Linked DNA regions of Mus musculus: region 2 is linked to region 1. A link is a contact called in public Hi-C data. All regions are on one chromosome and are shown on one strand. Each heading gives the region's core, a stretch centred on a gene start, on an enhancer-like site or on the middle of the called end of the contact. The rest is flanking DNA. Distances are from core to core; before and after follow the strand shown. Region 1 overlaps Enthd1 (ENTH domain containing 1). Region 2 overlaps Fam83f (family with sequence similarity 83, member F).

Region 1 (5,624 bases), core at 808-3,307:
TTCTGGTGTGTCTGAAGACAGCTACAGTGTACTCATACATAAAATAAATAAATAAATCTTAAAAAAGAAAGAGCCGGGCGGTGATGGTGCATGCCTTTAATCCTAGCACTTGGGAGGCAGAGGCAGGCGGATTTCTGAGTTCGAGGCCAGCCTGGTCTACAGAGTGAGTTCCAGGACAGCCAGGGCTATACAGAGAAACCCTGTTTTGAAAAACCACCCCCCCAAAAAAAACCAAGAAGAAAGAGAGAGAGAGAGAGAGAGAGAGAGAAGGAAGGAAGGAAACAGCAAAGAAAGAAGCAAGGAGAGAAAGCTCTGAATTACGTATGGGGCTGGAAAGATGGCTCAGCAATTAAGTGCATTTCACTCTTCCAGAAAAACAGGTCTTAGCACCCACATGACAGCTCTCAATCAGCTATAACTGCAGTTCCAGAGGATCTGATGTCCTCTCTTGGCCTCTGTAGACACTGCACACACATAGTGCACAAACATGCATGCAGGCAAAACACTCATACACATACAAATAAATATTTTTTAAAAAAGAAAATTACTAGTGAGAATTAGTTGTCTAAATAGCATCTTTTATGGTTAAGCCTATGTCTGTAGAGTGAAATTCCCTTGAACTATTAAAAACAACATAGCAATCACTATAGTTTTTTCCTATACTTTCCTGTTGGGTACTTAAGTCCATGTAGATGAGCAAAATTAACTTTTTTGGTTGTTGGTTTGTTTTTGTTTTGTTTTGTTTTGTTTTGTTTGTCAAGGCCAGTTGAGAATCTGGTCCTCCAGTCACTTGGCTTGAGAAGGGCTTCTGGCTCCTCTGGTCAGGGCCTTGCTTGGCTGTGGCTTTGCTTGGAAGCATGGACACAGTTATTCCTGTGTTGTTCCTCCTCTTTACAGAGTAGGCGCTGGTTAGTCTACCCAGTGAAGCCCCCATATTTCGAATAAAGAGATTATCTTAGAAGCTAACAGTCCAGTGGCTCCTGGACTTGAGGCCTTGGCTGTGGCTGTGGGGTCAGAGCTGGGATCCTTCTGCCTCCCTGACTCATCAACCTCTATGCTTCGGTTGTGAGAAATGCCCAGTTCTAATGGCACACTAACATTTTCATAGCTGGTCTTCTGGGATCTAGCGCATGGATACTGAAGAATCAATTATGTCTTGTATTACTATCTCTCTGTAGGGTTGAGATGTGCTTCCCACCAATAGGGGGCTGGAACAATGTCTCTGGACAACGGATCCAGAAAGTTCTGCAACAGGATAATGGCAGCATTGTAAATCAGACAACACTAAGAAAAATAGGGCAGCTCAAGCCAGCTCAGAATTATCACCAACCCTGCTTCTGGGCAAAGTAATGGGAGTCCCATCAGAGCATCTGTCTTCTTGCTAAGAAAGTGCTAGGGCAGCTGCCTCTTCTATAAGTGAGAATAGAGAATGATAGGTGATAGATTACAATTCTATTAGAATTGCATTATAAAAAAAAAGCGATCAGGGTTGGAGCGAGCGGGGCCAGAGTGAGCTGGAGAAGGGGGTGAGAAGGGGGGTTAAAAAAAAAAGAGATGAGACCAGGCAGTGTGGTGTATGCCTTTAATCCCAACACTTGGAAGGGAGAGACAGGAGGATCTTTGGGTTCAAGACCAGCCTAGTTTATAGAGAGAGTTTCAAGACAGCCAGGCAGCCAGGGCTACATAGAGAAATCCTGGTGTGTTTGTGTTTGTGTGGATGTGTGTGTGTGTGTGTGTGTGTGTGTGTGTGTGTGTGAGAGAGAGAGAGAGAGAGAGAGAGAGAGAGAGAGAGAGAGAGAGAATGAATATGAATGGTTATCTCGAGAAAAAGAAGAAACTAGGAGAGAGAATACAGGCCAAGGCCTGAACTGGCTGAGACCCTTCATTTCCCTGGTGGAAACATGACCAAGTAGAGCTGAAGACCCACAAGTGGCCTGTCCACCTTCACTGCCTTGGTTGGGGCTGAGAATTAACAGAAGAGTCAAGTGTGGTCTGCTAGCTTCTCTTCAAGGAGGTTCTAGGGAGGAGTTAGGTGAGATGTGTTTTAGAGAAGGAAGTAGTCAAGGAAGGGGAGGAGCTGGACTCATAAAGGCATTCAGTTGGGGCTGCGGCTTCCAGACAGCTCCTCCCTGATCAAATCACCAAGCATGTGTCCTTGTGGGCCCTAGGTGTCCTCCCTCGTGTACCCAGCACACCAGGAAGGAATCAGCACCTGATAAAATGTAGAAATTCCCTTCCAAGTGTCTTTAGTACCTTGGCTCAAGGTCGTCATGCAGCACTCTGCTGCTAAGCCAGTCTCCCTGCCTCTCAGCATCCCTGGCCTCCAGCCTTCCAGAGCACATGGGAGAACAGAGTGTCAGGAGTATGCCTGAGCCTTCGGACAGACGTGGGGAATATAAAACCAAGGCCCTGGAGGCTGTGCAGCGTCTTGGTTCTCTCTTAGCTTTAAACCCTTTAAGTTTTAACGTCAGCCTTCCCAGAGTTCTTGGGTTTTCTGGTTTTACTGTTTTGAGACAGGGTTTCACAGAGCTCAGACAGACTGGAAACTTGCTATGTAGCTGAGGCTAGCTTTGAATGCCTGTTCCTCCTTCGCTTTACAGTGTGCTCTTTGGTCCAAGTATATAGCTCACGACTATCATCCCTGTACTTGATACCTGGTTGCTTTAGATGAGGTCTCTCACTGACCTTGGAGCTCACTGACTAGGCTAGGCTGACTAGCCAGTTGTCCTGTCTCTTCAGTGTTAGGATTATAGCATGTGCCACGAGGCCTGACTTTTTTTTATGTGGGTACTAGGGATTGAATTCAGGTCCCCACACTTGCACAGCAAGCACTCTCTTCAAAACACTATTTGACACTTTTACTAGGACGGACACACACACATACACACACACCAAGAGAGAGAAAGGCGGAGGGAGGAATTGGCATGTAAATCGAGGTCTTAATGCCAGTGTACTAAGGACTGTGATGGACATGGGGCTGGCTGAGGAGAACTGCATCTCTTACCCAGGACCATAGGCAAGGCCTTCCTACTGAGCACTCGCTCTGAGCTCTCTGTTTCAGTGAGAGCACATGTCCCAAGAAATGCAGATAACAAAAAATCGGGCCCTAATAGTATTAGACTGATGGCTTGTTATGTGCCTGACCCTCAAATACATCTCTAATGCCAACGGGCACTCTCCGAGCTCATTATGAAGTCTACTTTATGAAAGAGAATAGCAAGGCTTAAGGTGATGAAGAAACTTGCCCAAAGTCAGAGTGTTAGTGAGTTGGAGCAGAGACAGGCTCAGTAAAGATGGTACACGTCTCAATTCTTTGACTGACCTTGGCCTATGATCCATTGCTATTTATCTGATGAGAATCCAGAGTAACTATGTTGACACAGCACTGCCAGCCCTCGCCTGCCTCTCTCCCTCTCTCTCTTCTGTTTGCTTTCTCTGCCTTTGCTGGGCACGATAAATACAGTACAGCAGAAAGACTTAGCAGGTGAGGGAAGGTCACTTTCAAGTTTAAACGAATTCAAGCCTTGCTTCTTGTGCTCACAATTATCAGTCCAACTCTATTTGTTGAAAGGGAACAAACGGCTGAAACATGTCACTGTGTTAAGTAAACGAACTGTGCTTAAATGCACAGTGATATAAGCTAAAGCCACAGGCTCATGACGACCCAAAACCTGTGATGTTTTGGAAAACATCCTTTCATAAAAACAAAAAACAAACAAACAAACAAAAAGACTCTGGGAGCCTGCATTAACTAGCCCACCACCAATGCATATCTAAAACTGCATTTATTAGTCTGCAACCACACATCAGATTAATGTTTTGACTAGTGCTGTCTAACAAGAGTAGGGGGAAAAAAGAAGACATTAAGTCTGATCCACTCTGAAGCTAGAGAGCTTTCCCTGCACAGTGCTTAGCCGCTGTATCATACTGGCTGAGAACTGTCTGTCTCCTTCAACCCCAGGTCTAGACTTCTCTGCACAGGAGCAATACAGTTGTTTGATTTGTTTGCAGTTGTTTGATTTTGTAGCCTTGACTTGGCTAATCACATCTAAAGTAAATACTCATGTGTTTAAAAGGTGTTTTTCTTGCATTTTTGCTAGTGAGCCTAGCCTTTAACAGCCTAGCCATCTTTCCAGGTATGGTAAGTAGTACATGTCTTTAATCCCAGAACTCGGGAGGCAGAGGCAGGCAGATTTCTGAGTTCGAGGCCAGCCTGATCTACAGAGTGAGTTCCAGGACAGCCAGGGCTACAAAGAGAAACCCTGTTTCAAAAAACCAAAAAAAAAAAAAAAAAAAAAAGAAAGAAAGAAAAGAAAAGAAAAAGAAAAAGAAAGAAAGAAATCAAATACCTGGTGTTTTCTTTCCTTCTTTGAGAATCTGAATCCAAACCACCCCAAGAGATTTTAGTCATTTATAGCCTAAGTATAAATATTATTATAAATATAAATAAAACATTATATTTCTAGAATATTTGCTTCTGCACTTTAATGTACAGTTGTGATCGAGGGCTTAAATAAAAGGCTTGGTTTGTTTAAAGTTTGGTGGGTTATTGGTACGGCGCATCACTGTTGGAGACAGGACAGAGAAGCAGAAGCACCCTAGACACAAACCAGCCATGAGTACGGATGTGAGATGCCTTGTTCCTAAGAGAGAGACTGAGGATGGCCCTAGGAAGCCAACATAGCAATGTACCAAAGTCTGCTACTTCCAGGAAAATGGCTTTACATAGCTTTCTAATAACACTGAAATTTTGTTCTTTTAAAATGTGTCCATTTTTGAAATATGACTTTAATTTAAATATGTGGATATATGCAAAAATGGCCTATGTAAATAAAAGCAACTGCAATTTCACAACTCACTTAGTTCAGAATAAAAAGGCACTTAACAACCTATAATGAACATATTTTCAAAAATCTAGTTTTAGAAGAATATCACTGAGCGTCCTGGTGCACATCTTTAATCCCAACACTTAGGAGGCAGAGTCAGGTGGATCTCTGTGAGTTCAAGGCCAACCTGGTCTACAAAGCAAGTCCAGGACAGCCAGGGCTGGTTACCATGAGAAACCCTGTCTTAAAAAAACAAAAACATATTTGTCTAAGTGTATGATTTGATAGTATGACAAAGTTTCACATTTCTTTGAGCATTTACTAAACAATTTCAATTAAGCACATTCTAGAAGTTCACTGAAACCTTGTAAAGGTATTTTACAGGCTTGGTTATGAGAGGCTCTTTGGTATAGGAACAGAATCTGATTAAGTGGAGTTGGGATGCATGGGTTCTAACTGTGTTCAGTTTAGTGGTTGTACAGCCTTACATCCCTCTGAGCTTTAGCTTCTTGTCTCTGTGAGAGATGATATTCCCAGCAGAACCCCCTACCCACAGGGATATGTTCTAAGGTTCCAGTAGGCATCTCAAGCTATGGATAGTCCAAACCCTACAGGCCCTAGGCTTTTCCTACATCTGTGCCCTTGTGGTGATGTTCAGTTATAAATCAGGCACAGAAAACCCCAGCTCTTTCTGTTGGAGGAGAGATAGGATTAGAACTGTTTTTTTTTTTTTAAATAGACCAGAGCACTCTATGTTTCTTAAGCCCTACCCTCAGAGAAATGTATTAACTAGCACTG
Region 2 (5,624 bases), core at 968-3,467, 130 kb after region 1:
GTATCTTTTTATTCCAAATAAGCTGCACGGCGGCTGCATTGATGCTAAAAGTGACTTTTCATTTACCTAAATTCAGATTTAATGGGACAGATATTATTTTACCTTCTAAAGACTGAGAGGTGATAGACATACTTTTATCCCATGCATGTATTGTGTTTGGGGTGTCCTGGCACATATGGATGTCAAAGGACATCTTTGGGGAGTCTGTTCTCTCCTGCTACCATGTATGTGGGTTCTTAAAGTTGAATGCAGGTAGTCAGGGTTGAGGGCAAGCATCCCCCACCCCCAGGCCACTGGGATTTATTAAGCAACGCCAACAACCTTTGATGCCCAGATCAGAATGTGCAACTAGAGGCTTGGGTCCACTGTTGTTACCTAACTTTGTGAGTGTAATTACAGCCATCTTTATCCTGGAGGCCAAACAAAAGAGATGCTAGGAAGGACAGTGAAGGTCTCTTCTTTCTGGGAGGCGTGGCCTGGCTGTGGACGAGATGCTTGCCAGAGAAGTTAGCTTTTCACTGTCCTTCCTTCCACCTTCCCTCTAGATAATTGTTCCTTGTGTGACTAAGCTTTCTTTGTGTGCTACACTCTGCTGAAAAAGAAAAAAAAGGCAAGACTGAACACACACACACACACACACACACACACACACACAGGATAAGGAAGTGGGTGGCAGTGGATTGTAGCTGGAGTCAAGGGTCAGGACTGATGGTGAAACATTCCGTAACATTCACCAAACTAATTTACTTAGCTTGTGACATGTCACCCACTGTGTTTTTGGTCATTTGCTTTCAGAAGTTGACTGAAATTGTGTGTGTGTGTGTGTGTGTGTGTGTGTGTGTGTGTTGGTAGGTCAGAGGATAACTTGCAGGAATCCATCTCTCTTTTCTCCCAGTGGGAAGTGAGTTGTAGGTTTGGAATGGCAGATTAAAAAAAAAAAAAAAAAAACTGGGATGGGCAGTCTCAGTGGAGTACTGAGTGGGAAATGAGAGAGTTCTTTTCTTTCAAAATACAAAGCAGTTTGTTTGTTGGGAGCTGAGCCTGTGTACGTCGCTCTCTTTTATAGTAAGGAAACTGAGGCTCAGAGCACAAATAGCAGCTAGGCTGTCAAGTTTAGCAGCAAACCTTCACTGCCCAAGCCCTGTCTCATACTCTGGGCAAGACAGAAGTTTTCCTTATATTTGGAGAAAAAAACCAAACAAACAACAAAATGCAGGACAGTTTGTTTTTAATGTATGTGAGTACACTGTTGCTGTCTTCAGACACACCAGAAGAAGAGGGCATCGGATCCCATTACAGATGGTTGTGAGCCACCACGTGGTTGCTGGGAATTGAGCTCAGGACCTCTGGGGAGAGCAGTCAGTGCTCTTAACCGCTGAGCCATCTCTGCATCCCCAACGCAGGGCAGTTAAGTTACTAGGACAGTTAAGTTATTTGCCTAACTTAGTAAACAGCAGAGGCAGAATCCAAACACTGAAGCCCTAGCTCTGAACCACTGCACTACCCTAACCTGCTGCCCTTTGTCACGGTACGGTGGGATTCTGCATGGAGTTTGAATGGATATAGTACAGTCCACAAGCTGTGGTATCCATCCTGTTACCCCGGTTAGAAGGCAGACACCAGGCCCTGCTCCACAGTGCCTTCCATGACCTGTATGGTAGGGCTTTCTTAACTCTTTAAATAAATATTTAACAGACTATGTTGCCAGTGAACCCATACTGTATGTGCAGATTGACCTGATAACATGTTTCCAGAGAGTCTACTGTATGCCGGGCACTAGCCATAAAGATCCAAGCTGTGGACTTTGCCCTTCAAGTGAAGCTTCTGCTAGAAACGAAAGGGAGTTTTGAGGCTGTACCTGGGAGGCTGGCCGCCTGTGGCAGGTGGGTTGCAGGTTTGGAGGGAGGACTGAGAGGAAACTGCGCTGTCAGTCTCTCCCTTAGAGACTGCTGAGCAGGAAGTGGGAAGTTGCTCTTGCTTCAAAATGCAAAATAGTTTGATTGGAGGGAGCCGAGGACTTTGTGGGGTGTGGTAGGGGTATGTACAAGTGAGGAAACTGAGGCACAGAGCGGGAAGGAAGTTTGCTTAAAGGTCACCTGTGTAGTTATTGGAAGACCCAGATCTCTACCCTGCACTCCAAATGCAGCAGCATGTCCTGACCACTGCCTGGCCCTGCCCCTTGCTCATCCTACTGGCAAGCCCATTTCCTTGGCAATCAAATCAGATTGCCTTCCCTGTTCGCCCTGAAGGAGGGAGTTTCCCATGTTTCCTAGGAGTGTCTGGCAGCCTCAGGGCTGAGAGATGATAGGTGGTGTGCTGAGATCTCACGACCTTGGAGGGAAGGCAGTCGAGGGATTCTGGGTTTTATTTCATTTAATCCTCAGAATAATCTTATAAAATGCTATTATTTTTGTTCCCAAAAGACAGGTAAGAAAGAGGGAGTTGCCGTGACTTGACCACACAAGGGATTCTTCCACTCCAGTAAAGAGAAAGGGAAACGGAAAAAGGAGCCTAAGGGGGCACTTTGAAAACAATTTTGCCTTTATTTCCAGCACTCTCGAGGCAGAGACAGAAGGATCTCTGAGTTCGAGGCCAGCCTGGTCTAAGAGTGAGTTCCAGTACAGCCAGGGCTACACAGAGAAACCCTGTCTCCAAAAACAAACAAACAAAAACAGAACAACAAAACACAATTTTGGTTTGGGGAGGAAGACCCAGGTATGACCCCAGTGAGGGTGTGGGTCAGTATGGTGGTGGTCCCTATCCATGGAAGAAAAGCCTCCGAGGGAGTTCAGCTTTAACTAGCCATTCTCTGGACTTCTGAAAATGGCAGAAAAGCTTTCCCAAGCTGTGCTGCTACTCAGCATTCAAAGATCCAGCTGTGTTTGCTTGTGGGGTGGTTTCTGTTGCTTTTCTGCCTCGAGAGATCTGCTTATTCTGGCATCATTAATGATGTCCTTTGTCTACGAAAACTCTAAGCCTTTTAGAAACCCTGGCCTGTGCCATGCTAACAAGGAAGACCAGGGCAAGCAAGCTTCTGCTGTATGGGCAGCTCAGACATCCAGGGAGTATCTATCCTGCAGCAAGACCCCTTGGAAAACTGGGAAGCCAGAGTCAGAGGCGCAGACCACCTCAGTCCACTGGGCTGGCTGCTACGAGGCCTTGCATGCCTTCGATCATGGAGGTCTCCTGAGTGTTACAGTGCATTAGTGGAAAAGAGGTGGACGAGACTTGCCCCTGCTCTTAAGTAGTAATAGCCTGCTAATCCATCCTTCTAATTCAGTATGACAAATGCTTTAGAGAAGGTGTGGCGGGAGAGACACCAGTCCCACCCCTAAGCCAGGTTAGCAAAGGCTCTTTGAAGCTGTCCGAACATCTCATCTAGCCAGAAGAAGGGTGAGGTGGCACCAAGCCTGGGCTTGTCCTTATGACCAGTGGAATCCATTTGACTCCTGACTCCAATATTCCCGGATCTCACATTCTAACTACACCAGCTTCCCACTACTCCGTGAACTGTTGATTTCCTTCTTATCGTAAGACAGGCATTATTCTCATGTCATGGAGGAACCCTGAGGTACAAAAGAATGGAGTGGACTAAGGCTGAGGAGAATTGGAGAGAGGCTCCAGGCTCCAAAGCACATGGTATGGTAGATAAAGCAGCTTTGGCCAGACAGGTGTCAGGAAGCAAGGGTGAACAGCTGGGATGCCGTGCCCAAGGAATATGCAAAGTCTTGGCCATGTCACCAAGAGACCTGGTTTTTCAGGTGACAGGCTTATCTTCTCCCATGGCCATCAGTCTCCAGCCATACTCAACAAATGGTACCAAGTTGAGTGTCTTGTCTGCACTAGGTTCGGTGCTAGCGATTGACTTACAGAGAAGTAGACGATGTCACTCCCTAGGGGAGCAGGGGATAGGCAGGGAGATGTCTATGGTCAAAGTAGTTACTGGGCAAGCATGAGGACCAGAGTTCAAACCACCAGAGCCCATGTAAAAGTGGGTGACTGTAGTGGCTTACATATACATTTCAATCAAAGAAGGTAGAGACAGGCGATCCCAGAACAAGCTGGCTAGCAAGGCTAGCGTTTGATGTGCTCTGAGTTCAATTGAGAGACCTTGCCTCAAAGACTAAAAGTGGAAGAGTTGTCAAGGATGATCCCCAGCATCCACATGCATGTGCACCCACACATGTGTGCAAATAACATGCATGCCACATATGTGTGGAAACTGAAAAAGGAAGAAGAGACGTCCATGATAACATTGGAGAGTTGGATACTATGCTCACTTACACTGCCCTCACCGCTGGTCCTGTGCCTAGCTCCCTGTCTTATCCTTCTCCCTTTCTACCTCAGCAGGGCAATTGATTAGCTGAGCTGCCCCTCTCCCCCACTTTTCAAAACAACCCAGTCTCTCTATGTAGCCCAGGTTGTACTACTACATAGTGCAAGCTGGCCCAAACCTGCAGTGATCCTTCCACGTCGGCCTCCTAAGTATAGGCATGTGCCACCATGCCCCAGCCTGAGCTGCTCTTAGAAGCTAATTTAAATGCACAGAGCCAAAGGCAGCCTCTCCGAGCAGCCCAGGGGTCTGCGGTTCACACATACTGCTCCCTCTCTCAACTCTTCTGCCTTCCCACAAGTGACTATTCTACATGAGCATTGTCTCAGACACACGTGGGCAGTTCTGGGGTCCTTGTTTCATGAGGGCTCATGGGTAGTGGCCCTTCTACATTTCCAGTTCTAGCTCCACGGGCCTCTGGTTCTTGCCCCAGCTTGTCTGGGCTTCCTCTGAAATCTCTAGGCATGTTGGCTGCGGAATTTTAAGTCTGTCTTTGTGCTCAGTCATTGTTTTGGGGAGCTGGGATCTTTGAGTAATGGAGCCCCGACTTCCATGACAGTGACAGAAGCCAGGCTTTGAAGTTGAAGGATCTTATCTTCTGTCTTGATCCAGCCATCCTCTTAGGAGCTGGGCTCCTTTGGACAGATCTCTTCCCAGTTGAGTCTGCTAACCAATAAAATAGATGGGACAGTGTCTAGGTTTCTAGATACTTTAAAAAAGGAGGGAATGTCTGTGGGAGCTAAGCTTACCAGCAGCAGAGATGTTAATTGTCCTGAGAAATAGCTGCTTCTTTCTGTGAGCAACAGAGGGGAGCTGCACTGAGAGCTGCCAGCCTCAGGGCCTGGGACTCTGGGGAGATGCAGTTTCTGTTTCTATAGAGAAACTCAGCACCTGCCCCTCAGTCCCCCTTTTAGTGTATTCACTGGCCTTGCTTTGGTGGAGGCAGAGGGAGTTGGCTGTTAGCCTGTGGCACCCAAACCCTTAGGCTGGGATCCCTTTGGACTCCGCTGTGAGTAGGGAGTAATGAGACAGAAAAGCATGGAAACACCCACCCTACCCTCCCCTAAACTGGGAAGAGACTATGTACTTGAGGTAGTCCCTGGAAGGGCCTGACTACCTGCACAGGCTCAGCCAGGGTCTAGCAACAGCCCCCAGACCCTTTGACTATAGAGACCTACAGCTTCCGGGGAGAAGAGTCACCAGCCAGAAGTGAGCTAGGCTGCTAAGCTGATTGTAGCTTGGTTCATTTCTCTCTTTGGGGAGAGTGGGGTAACCTCTTAGAAATCTTACA

The links. Hi-C and Micro-C count contacts between places; a contact is called where the count stands out from the background.
Region 2: a Hi-C map of regulatory T cells shows a contact between it and region 1, with 2.1 times the contacts expected there. The contact joins two enhancer-like sites. A contact is called at or near these places in 3 of 39 promoter capture datasets (the C10 cell line, the HPC-7 cell line and embryonic stem cells), 4 of 484 Hi-C or Micro-C datasets (CD4 T cells, embryonic stem cells and regulatory T cells), 4 of 115 datasets of contacts at active chromatin or transcription factors (double positive thymocytes, embryonic stem cells and regulatory T cells) and 4 of 9 other capture datasets (adipose tissue, embryonic stem cells, liver and 1 more).

The regions. Positions count from the first base shown.
Region 1 is chr15:80,542,199-80,547,822 of GRCm38.p6, forward strand. The region is part of intron 1 of Enthd1 (ENTH domain containing 1); the gene reads right to left. Among named protein-coding and RNA genes, the nearest start is that of Enthd1, 15 kb to the right of the region's middle. Within about 2 kb of position 2,058, at least 39 of the 459 cell types and tissues checked have an H3K27ac peak or open chromatin away from gene starts, as enhancers often do. A contact at or near this core is called in regulatory T cells, where this site is marked.
Region 2 is chr15:80,673,189-80,678,812 of GRCm38.p6, forward strand. All of the region lies in intron 1 of Fam83f (family with sequence similarity 83, member F), which reads left to right. Among named protein-coding and RNA genes, the nearest start is that of Fam83f, 4.2 kb to the left of the region's middle. Within about 2 kb of position 2,218, at least 22 of the 459 cell types and tissues checked have an H3K27ac peak or open chromatin away from gene starts, as enhancers often do. A contact at or near this core is called in regulatory T cells, where this site is marked.